Regions from separate parts of the Triticum aestivum genome. Here region 1 is linked to region 2. Evidence: chromatin contacts called from public Hi-C data. All regions are on one chromosome and are shown on one strand. Each heading gives the region's core, a stretch centred on a gene start, on an enhancer-like site or on the middle of the called end of the contact. The rest is flanking DNA. Distances are from core to core; before and after follow the strand shown. Region 1 has its middle 150 kb from the start of LOC123081908. Region 2 holds the start of LOC123085744 (phospholipid-transporting ATPase 1).

Evidence for each region. Hi-C and Micro-C count contacts between places; a contact is called where the count stands out from the background.
Region 1: a contact with region 2 is called in a Hi-C map of leaf, with 6 times the contacts expected there. The contact joins the enhancer-like site here to the promoter of LOC123085744 in region 2. A contact is called at or near these places in 2 of 5 Hi-C or Micro-C datasets (both in leaf) and 1 of 1 datasets of contacts at active chromatin or transcription factors (leaf).

What each region holds. Positions count from the first base shown.
Region 1 is chr4A:171,803,370-171,808,784 of IWGSC CS RefSeq v2.1, reverse strand. It overlaps the pseudogene LOC123085745. Among protein-coding and RNA genes, the nearest start is that of LOC123081908, 150 kb to the left of the region's middle. Within about 2 kb of position 1,479, at least 6 of the 8 cell types and tissues checked have an H3K27ac peak or open chromatin away from gene starts, as enhancers often do. A contact at or near this core is called in leaf, where this site is marked.
Region 2 is chr4A:170,893,810-170,899,441 of IWGSC CS RefSeq v2.1, reverse strand. LOC123085744 (phospholipid-transporting ATPase 1) reads left to right here and starts at 1,728. Exons shown (of 7, transcript XM_044507440.1): 1 at 1,728-3,469; 2 at 4,977-5,280. The coding sequence starts at 1,837.

The sequences.
Region 1 (5,415 bases), core at 230-2,729, 910 kb before region 2:
CATCAGGAATCATTTAAGCATGTCTATCATTGTTGTAACCATGTCGTGTTGTATATTTGCAGTTTTCGTGCTTAGGGTTGTTTGTCTATATTTTCGTTTGCTCTATATTTGATGCCATCTAGTCATCCAACTTAGCATTTCTCTCATGAACATCCCTCGGTAGTGTGTATGTTTTTCATCTGTGTTGTGTGTATTGTTTTGTGTATATAATTCTATCGATGTTGGTAATCTTGTTTCCATTCCTTGTCTTCGTCATAGATCTCAAAGTATTGTGGTTCTATACCCGCAAGATTATCATCTCCTACATATAGTCGCTCGTCTAGTCTATCTGTTTTGTCATATTTACTTTGTAGAGTAATTTTCTTTCAGAGATTTGTTCTCTCTTAGTTTTATTTCCGTTGTCTTGTACCGAGAGATTTCAAGTTTTGAAAGAAATTTTAAATCTCTCATTCACCCCCCCTCCGCCGTCTGGTCAATATACTCTCGATCCTATACTTTTGCTGAAGGAAGATCTTCTATTATCAGTTCAAGACTCAAAGATGCTAAGTCTACGGTTATGAATGACTGGATTGACATTCTTATTTGATCCATTAGATAATTCCTAGAAGTGAAATTAGTTGAGTGCCTCTTGTTCCCTTTTGTTTCATTAGTTTACTTTTCCTAATTTTTTTCTCCTTTTCTTTGTACTTGGATTGACTTTATTGTTTTATTATAATAATGAGTAAAATATAGCAGAACGGTTGTTCTACGGCCAGTCTTCAAAAGAAAACCTTGGAAAAATAGTTTGAATGCAAATAGATGTGATGTGATTGTATTCACGGCCGACAATTAGTTCGAACCGCATCCGGGTCTTAAAGTAGATAACTCATGTTCGTGTTCATGGTATCATCAGCTATGAATAGAGAGCTGCAAGTGCGTGTACAATCGCGCTATCACTCAACCACACAAAGCCATCCTTTATCCGAATTCGGTTACTATGAATAGGAGGCCGCTAAAAGCTCACCGCATAATATCATCCATATCCAATATCCAAATCAGTTTACTATCAATAGTAGTGGTCTAGCTGCTCGTTCAGCTCGCCCAAAAATTTAGCACCTGCGTACAACTAAGCATGCTTAGCAATTGTGCAGATAAGCACAACAGTGGTTTTCTTTTGCCAACTCGTTTAAAAAAATCTATTTATGAGATCAAGTCGATTTCCAAACCAGCACCACGAATTAACCTTCGCGAGAGTTTCAAAATTATTGTCGTGGATTTAGTTCAAGGAATGTAAGGAGTAGAAAATAATCAAAAAGTAACATGTGAGTAGAATCTACTCTTTTGGTATCTCTGTGTGTGGCACTTAGTTCGTCGACGTGGAAGGAAAGAGGTGTACCACCAGACGAAAACCGACCGATCACGGTTCAACGGTGACCCATCCGGTTGCCACTACTCGCTGAACGTGGGGGCCTCAACCTCATCCATGACCAGAAGAAACTGCCACGAGTCCCCGAGTGTTTACACCCAGCTCTCTCTCCCACACGTGGCGTCTCCCTTCCCTACCCCTACGGGCGCGTGAGTTGTGAGCCCCAATTTATCATCCTTATCCGGTACATATCCATCCTGTGCAGCTGCGAAAAAAAAAGAAGACGAGAAGCTTCTTGACTACGTGGCGACCATCGGGCGCCCCATCGATGCGTCGGACGACTGGTAGTAGTCGGCGGGGGACATTTTACCAGCAAAAAGGGAAGAAAACGCGGCAGTTTTTTTACTTCGCGTTGCTTGCTTTCATCCGTGGGCCTCCTTTTTAAAAGGCGCTACTTTTCTTCGCCGCTTCCAATCCCCCCTCTCTCCTCTCCTCTCCTCTCTTTGCGTTTCTTCCCTCTCGGCTTCTCCTCCTGTGTTTCCCTCTCTCTTGACGGCGAGCGGCTATGGCGACGGTGCAGGCGGTGGCCAAAGGGACCCTGGTCTCGCCGTGCGGCAACCGGGCCGCAGGATTTGGTGCCCGGCGGCGCGGTGCCGTGGCGGCCCGCATGTCGCCCTGCGCGCCGGCGGCCGTGCGGATCGGCAGGAAGAGCCCGTTTCTTGGCGCTAGGCTCACGGTCGGTCCCAGGAGATCCAAGCTCGTTTCCCGGAATCTAGTCGCCTCACCGGTGCAGGTAAATTTAATTTTCCGCTCTAGTTTATTCATTTTTCTGTTGGCTGCGATTCTCTTTTGATCGTCGGTGCCCTATTTTTTATTTTATATTGCTATATATATTTTCCCTGACTTAACCTGTTGTCCGCGATAAATTCGCTGATATAGTCATTCTATCCGAATCTCATCCGCATGCAGAGTTGAACACCTATATTTGACTTTCTGCTATTTTGCAACTAATCTCCGACTATTGTGGTGTGCGGGGCCAATATGCTGAGCCAGTATGTTCTGTCGCAGATGAATCTTGCGTTTGCGAAATCCACCAAGTGGTGGGAAAAGGGTCTGCAGCCCAACATGAGGGAGATTGAGTCCGCTCAGGACCTCGTCGACTCGCTGGCCAACGCCGGCGACAGGCTCGTCGTCGTTGACTTCTTCTCCCCTGGCTGCGGCGGCTGCCGTGCCCTCCACCCCAAGGTGAAAATCATGGCTGCGGAAATGTTGATAATACTACAGTTCTGAAGCTCCACCGTCGTGTGATGTAAAAATTTGCGGTGTTCTTAAATTATTTTATTTCCCTATGCAGATTTGCCAGTTTGCGGAACAGAACCCAGATGTGCTGTTCTTGCAAGTGAACTACGAGGAACACAAATCGATGTGCTACAGCCTCCATGTCCATGTTCTGCCCTTCTTCAGGTTCTACCGGGGAGCCCAGGGCCGCCTCTGCAGCTTCAGCTGTACTAACGCAACCGTAAGATACTAATCTGGTCATGTGCCCTTTCATGCTCCTGTGAATTATAGACCGCGAGAGGAGTCAGAAACAAACAAACCATGTTTTAAGTTCCAAGAGATCCTCCCAAACTTACCTATCAAGGCTTTGAAAGCCTTCCATATAGCGTTACTTGGAGCTTACTGGTAGTGTAGGGATCGAAGGTCTTTCACTGAATTTGAAGGAACATATTATGGTCTCATCTTATTCTAGACGTGTAGTCAAGCGTATGATTTACCATTTGATGAGATGCTTACTATGGTGGCAATTGTCTTTTCAGATAAAGAAGTTCAGGGATGCGCTTGCCAAGCACAATCCGGATAGGTGTAGCATTGGCCCAACCAGGGGCCTCGAGGAGTCTGAGCTGCTGGCCTTGGCTGCGAACAAGGACCTGCAGTTCACCTACACGAAGCTGCCAGAATCAGTTCCGAGTGGAGACTCCGAGGTCATTGCTCCTGGGAGCCCAAGGCTTCCTCCACCGGCAAAACCATTGGTGCGGCAGGGCTCCGGAGAGAGGACCTTGGTCTCATCAGGAAGATGAGATCGCGTCCATTGGTTCTGTACAGTTTCCCGATTGTTGTTGGTGTGTACAGGTTGTACTTTCTCATGGTTGTGTAGAGTGCAGGCTTGATAGATTTTTACTACTTGTCAAGCCTGCCTTCCCGCCTCTCCGCTAGAAGCGTAGAAGTAGAAGCAGTACTTTAGTAGTACCAGCAAGTATTGTGGGTAATCCTCTGCCAGTAAATTGTATGGTAGCTGTATGGGTTAAATCTGAGTGCCAATTGGAATTATCGTGCCTGCCTTGTTCCCCTTTAGTAGTTTTGCTTGTTCGAGAATCTGAAATTCACCGCCTGCTAATATGTACTCCCTCACTTCAAAATATGTGTCGTGGTTGTAGTTCAAACAGGTACAATCCTTTGGTGCGTTCTTGCATTCCCTTCTGCGTGGTCAGAACTCAGGAAGCAGGTACATATAGCTTTCTGTGGTTTGAAGCAGGACTTCTCTTTTCTAGATATTGGAGCTGGGCTTTGTAATCGGACAAAATGGGAAGGGGGCGAAAGAAAGCATTTGAAACTTAACAAGCAAGGGACAAGACCTTGTGGTTGCTCTCGCTTGAAGTGAAAAAAAGGGTGGTCCTGCCGAGCTAGATCGAATTGTTGAACCATCAATTTTGTATCGCGGGGATCTTATGGATGATATACATTACTGGGAAAATGGTGGGTATTACCAATTGGATGAACATCGTATGCCCTGTCATATGATTGTTTTGCTAGGATAATAACAGGAACAAGAAATGAGGAAGCATGGGTTCAGAGTATACAATTAGGCAAGAACATACCATATCATCAAGCGTATGCACATTAATTTTCGTTATTTTCTTCTCCTTTCCGGATGCACAATTGCATATCCTTGTCCACACGGCTGGCCTCCGGCTTTTCTTATCAAACGGACAAGGACCATAGATCTGGCTGGAAGACTTGTGGATTTCCCATCCCTCGAGTGTGCATCACTCTTGTCGGCTATAACAGGTGTGCCTCCCTTGGCTTCTCGAAAGATTCAGCTCCCTGATAACTGCGATTCTGGAGCCTTCCTCCCGGCTCGTCGAAAACAACGGCATGTCGACGCCAGCTACGTGGCAACGCGCTGGGTTCCAGTTGAAACGTTCATATTCTGGTCGACTGCACCTGTTGGTCTGGTTATCTGCTGTAGCAATCTCCACGTCGCAATACATCGGAACCTGGATTTTGTAGGTTTTGTAACAGCAACTCTAGCACACCCCGCAAAAACTTGACTTGCAAAACGCGTTTGCGGTTTCACGAAGATCGCGTATACGGGTCGAAAACTAGCGCGACCGAACATAAATCATATCTAATACTGCATAATTTGAAAAAAAATACTTTCACGGAAAAAATAGCACCTTGTTGATTTTACATGAACAACACACTACAAATATAGTTCATACTACATACTACGCTAATACTAGTACTAGAGGGGGTCGGATCTGAAAGCAGCGAGGTCGCGGCAATGGACGACGCCGTAGAGGAGAAGGACTGTAACACCCACGATGCGGCTATATCTCCTGTGTCGAAGCACGACTTAGAGGCATAACCGCATTGTAGGCATGTCGCAAGAGGGGTAATCTTTACACATCCTGTCGTGGAATTGTCACGGCAGATGTCCTTAGTGTCAGGACTTAGTCGCGAGGCCAACGCATCTATGTGGTAGCTTGAAGGGGTTGGTCGGAATCGAGAGAAGCAAGGCGGATCATCATACAAGACGAGGGTTTAGACAGCTTCGGGCCCCGGGAAACATCATCCGGTAATAATCCTACATGCTGTTTGTGGCTAGGTCTCATTATGCTCATGAGGGAGTCACCGCGTAAGCCGGCTCCTCCTTTGTGTCTAACCCTAGATATTGTTTCTTGTTGCCTGTTTTTCTCTGGGGAGCCCTGCCCCTCCTTATATAAGTTAGAGGGGCGGGTTACATGTGGAGTCCAAATAGGATTAGGACTAGCCTATCTTCTACTACAAGC
Region 2 (5,632 bases), core at 479-2,978:
ACTTGTATCACCGTCTCTTCACCGAACTAGTGCACTATACAATTTACCATTGTATTTGGTGTGTTGGGGACATAAGAGACTCTTTGTTATTTGGTTGCAGGGTTGTTTGAGAGAGACCAACTTCATCCTACACCTCCCATGGATTGATAAACCTTAGGTCATCCACTTGAGGGAATTTTGCTACTATCCTAAAAAAACTCTGCGCTTGGAGGCCCAACACGAGTCTAGAAGAACAAGTTGTGTAGTAGACATCACGAGGGTGGGAGGGGAGGGTGGGGGAGCCCGCCATGGCCGAAATCTCGCAAGGAGGTGGCGCCGACGGTAGGGTAGAAGGGCCTGGTGCTCACCAAGAACGCCGACTGAGGAGCGGCAAAGGGGGTGGAGAAGAGGCGGCAACGATGATGTCGGGGACGCACAGAGCGTGATCGACGTCTTTGCCCGTGCTGCAGTCCAAGGAGGAGCAGAGTGCATGAGCTGCAGCGTCCACTCCTCCTAACAACGCTGATGCACGGACTTGATGGAGGAGCAGCGGCCCGAGCGAGACCGGGCCTCTCTTGGCAATGGAGGAGAAGGAGGAGCGACGGGGAAGGGGCGGCGAGACGGGAACAGATGCTAGCGGGTGGCGGCGGTGGCACCGGCGTGAGTGAGAGGGATAGAGAAGAATGAGAGGAGAGAGACCAAACCCTAGCATCTCCCCTGATTGGGGATGGAGCAGCGCATCGGTGTAGGGCGCGTCACAATGGATCACGCGAAATACCACTCGTACCCTCGGCGGGGCATGGAAATTACATGTGGTGGCACATGGTATTTTTGCTGGAGAGTGCACTGTTCATTGATATAGTGCTTAGTTTTTTATCCGGCGGAAGATCGATCAGGAGGGGGATCCTACAGGTCAAAACGCATCAAGCAAACCGATCCGACGGTTAAAATGCTTTAAGACTACCTAACATAGGTGATAACATCACACTTATTTAGAAAAAATAGATGATATGGCATGTAATTAATGAAGAAAGAGATGCATGTGGTAACATAATAGTTACTGTAACATCACACATATCAAGAAAAGATGAGTCTAGAAAAGAGAGGCATATGGTAACATAGTAGTTACTGTAATATCACACATATTAAAAAAAGATGAGTCTAGAACCTAATAAATGAAGTTATGCATAACACAACACATATGTTGTTGTCCACTGTGGAAATAGTAACATACGCATGTTACTACTCTAAGTTACTCCCCACCGTGACTAGTCTAAGCTCTGAGAGAGCCCAAGTTCTCCTGCGAGTCTTATTTTTGGATGCTACCATCATATAGCGCTCCCCGATAAAAATTAAGTCAACAAGCTAATAAATACTTCTAAGAAAAAGAAAAAGAAAAAGTTACTTTAAAAAAAGCCTAAGGTAGCAAAATCCGGGGCCCACAAACCCCCTGGACTCGGTCCATGCGCATCAGCGCCTGACGCCTTCCGGTCCAATTTGAGCACCCGCCGTCCCTGACTAATTTCCATCTGCAGTCCCTGACCATTTTCCATCTGGAAGAGAGTTGGCCGTCGCACTCGCACTCGCAGCAAAGCTTCTCCTCTCCTTCCCCGCGAATTGATAACACAGCTGGAGTCTGCAGACCCTTCGAACTCCCCGCCTGTCTCGCGCAAACGACCAAGCGATCCCTCCAAAACCTTTGGCCGATCTCGTTAACTCCAGTGCAGACAAATCAAGTAATCATCCCTTCTTGTTCCTCGCTTGGCTAAATCCAATCTGAACATAGTACTAGTTGCGCCTAGCGGCTGGGTGCTTTAGTTAGTACTACGTACTCTTCCACGTGCTACGTACACCAGCATGCGGCCGCAAGGGCAATTGCCGCCACCACATCCGTTGCAATTGCAACGGCCGCAGCAAGCGACCGGAGCAGATATGGACCCGCCCGCCAGGATGCCGGACCCGGTGCCGTCGCCGATACTGAAGCACTCGCCGTCCGTATCGCGCTCGCTGCGGTCCGCGCCAGACACCTCGTCCGTCACCTTCGCGGCCGACTTCCGGTCGCCCTCCAAGCCGGAATCCACCTCGCCGTCCTTCGACAGCTTCCGGACCGCCCGGTCCAGGCCGTCCAGCGTCTCGCGGTCGTCCACCAGGCGATCCGCGTCCGAGCGCGCCGGCTCGCAGCGGGACCTCCGCGACGAGGACGCCCGGTTCGTCTACATCAACGACGCGCCGCGCACCAACGCGCCGCCGGCCATGTTCCCGGACAACTCCATCCACACCTCCAAGTACTCCGTCCTCACCTTCATCCCGCGCAACCTCTACGAGCAGTTCCACAGGGTGGCCTACATCTACTTCCTCGTCCTGGCGGTGCTCAACTTCGTGCCGCAACTCCTCGTGCTCTCCAAGGAAGCGGGCGTTCTGCCGCTGGCCTTCGTGCTCGGCGTCACGGCAGTCAAGGACGCGTACGAGGACTGGAGGCGCCACCGGTCAGACAAGAACGAGAACAACCGCACGGCGTCTGTGCTCGCGGACGGCGTGTTCCGGCCGAAGCGCTGGAAGGACATTCAGGTCGGCGACGTGGTGCGTCTCGTGGCTAACGAGACGCTGCCGTGCGACATGGTGCTTGTGTCCACGAGCGACCCCACCGGCGTGGCCTACATCCAGACCATCAACCTCGACGGCGAGTCCAACCTCAAGACGCGCTACGCCAAGCAGGAAACCATGTCCACGCCGCCGGAGGCGCTCGCCGGTGTCATCAAGTGCGAGAAACCCAACCGCAACATCTACGGCTTCCTCGCCACCGTGGACCTCAACGGCCGCCGCGCCATCTCCCTCGGCGCCTCCAACGTCATGCTCCGTGGCTGCGAGCTCAAGAATACGGTCTGGGCCATCGGAGTGGCGGTGTACACCGGCCGGGACACCAAGGTGGTGCTCAACAGCTCGGGTGCGCCATCCAAGCGCAGCCGCCTCGAGACGCACATGAACCGCGAAATCATCGCGCTGGCCGTGGCTCTGGTCGTTCTCTGCTCGGTGGTGTCTCTCCTCACCGGCATCTGGATGGGTGACCATGTGGACCGGCTCGGCATCATCCCCTTTTTCCACAAATACGACTACTCTGGGGCTGCTGAGCACGGCCACGGGAGGTACAACTGGTACGGCACGGGCGTGCAGGTGGTGTTCACGTTCATGTCGGCGGTGATACAGTTCCAGGTGATGATCCCCATCGCGCTCATCATCTCCATGGAGCTCATCAGGGTGGGGCAGGCATACTTCATGGTGCAGGACGAGCACATGTTCGACGAAAAGAGCCAGGCCAGGTTCCAATGCCGGGCGCTCAACATCAACGAGGACCTCGGGCAGATCAAGTACGTCTTCTCCGACAAGACCGGCACGCTCACGCAGAATCGGATGGAGTTCCGCTGCGCCAGCGTGCAAGGCCGCGACTTCAGCGAGACCGACGGCGGCGAGGAGGACGGACATGCCGTGCAAGGTAAGCAAATGTTTGTTTTGGTTGAAATTTTCACCAGCGGTAAGCTTGGTTGGCTAATCACCGATTTTGAGCGGCGGCGTTGGCATTATCTGACCGTAAGAAAACTAATACTACTAGAAGACATGTCACTCGCCAGTGTGTTGCGTGCTAGGACGATCGCCATGGTTATTTCGGGTACACGTATGCAGAATTTGAAGTTTCTGCATCCACACGCCGAACCAGAAACGAGCACGCGAGTTCTGCAAACACGCAAGATACAAGCACTGACACATTTCGATAGTTAGATGACCGGTGAAAAGAAAGAACATCTTTTCATGGTTACATGACAAGTACGTGCAATGGTACTGTTCATTACTGATTAGTAATGCCACTGATCGAGTCAAACTTCTGAATGAACTTTCCTCCCCCTTTTTAAGCCCAAAAGGCAAAAGCGAGATGTTCCACTATGCAAAACATTTAATCTACCGGGACCTGAAAATCCTGTAGTAGCTTGTGTTGCAAAACATTTGACTCTTCGGCTGGTCGTAATGAGAGTAGCAATAAGCGGTATCATGCATGCCAACTAGACTTTTTGTACTTTCTCCGGGGTTTTTTATTCGCATATAAGATTTGATTGAAGTCAAGTCTCGTAAAGTTTGACCAGCTTTGTAGAAAAAAGTGTCAACATTCACAATCTAAAATGAATACCACTAGATGTGTCATGACTTAAAGTTTCATATTATATAACTTTAGCATGGCAGATGTTGATATTTTTTCATATAAATGCAATCAAACTTTGTGAAGTTTGACTTCAGAGAATTCTAATATGCAGAGTAAAAAGGACCGGAGGGAGTATGATACGACACACAATTAAATGAGAAAAAGAGCGGGTGTGATTCATATCATGATACCATATCATATTAAATGTTGTACTACTACTTTGTGTCATGCATGACAATTAATAAGGCAATCTAAGATACCAACTTATAATACTCCCTCGGTTCCTAAATGTAGGTCTTTCTAGAGATTTTAACAAGTGACTGCAAGCGGAACAAAATGAGTGAATCTACACTATAAAATATATCTATATACATCCGTATGTGGTAGTCCATTTGAATCTCTAAAAAAAACTTATATCCATGAACGGAGGAAGTGCTATGCATTGTGAAGGTAGTATCATATACTAGTATCATATGCTTCATTACAACCAGCCTTCTAGCGAATGATACAACCTCGGGTCACTGATCAGGGTTGACCGTCATCTGGCCCAATAAGCATAGAATTACCGGACGTCAACAACCAACATTCTTTCGGATTTCAATTTGAGACTGACTGGGTGTATCGATAACGATGAATCCTCACCATCCATTTTCCTGGGATGGGAGCCCGACACGACACACTAATGTTACAGCACACCTTCGTTTGACACCCCAGTTATTTTTCTAGTAAGTAAAATTCAACATCCAATCACGAGGAGAAACGAATCTGATCTGGTCCATGTTTGGCGGGACATTCTGTTTGGGTGCAGCTGACGGCGTGGTTCTGAGACCCAAGACGGCGGTGAATACGGACCCGAAGCTGACGGCGCTGCTCAAGGACGGGACGGGCGCCAAGGCCAGCCGCGCCCGCGACCTGTTCCTTGCGCTGGCGACCTGCAACACCATCGTGCCCATCGTCGAGGACACGGCGAACCCGGCGGCGAAGCTGGTGGAGTACCAGGGCGAGTCCCCCGACGAGCAGGCGCTGGTGTACGCCGCCGCGGCGTACGGGCACAAGCTCGTCGAGCGCACCTCCGGCCACATCGTCGTCGACGTGTTCGGCGCCAGGCAAAGGTACGAGCTCAACACCCCGCCCGTCTACTGCAAAAAAATATTTGCTTCTCATAGCATTGCCGGCGTTTGACGTTGGTGAAATTGATTTGTTTTCTGTTAGGATTTGACTGCATTGTTTGTGGGTGAAATTTCTGTTTGTTTGTTTGTTTGTTGCCATAACGATAAATATGCGAGGTTGTGATGCGATCGACATTGACATTTCCATAGGCAGACGTCATATAGGAGTAGGAGGAGAGACGTTAGTGAGACAAGGGGAAAACTAATGTGTCCAGTTGGTGTCACAAAATCCTGGGTCCGGCGGCTAATGTGATACTCCTACGTCGCTCCGACCATCTGGGCGCACAAAGCGAAA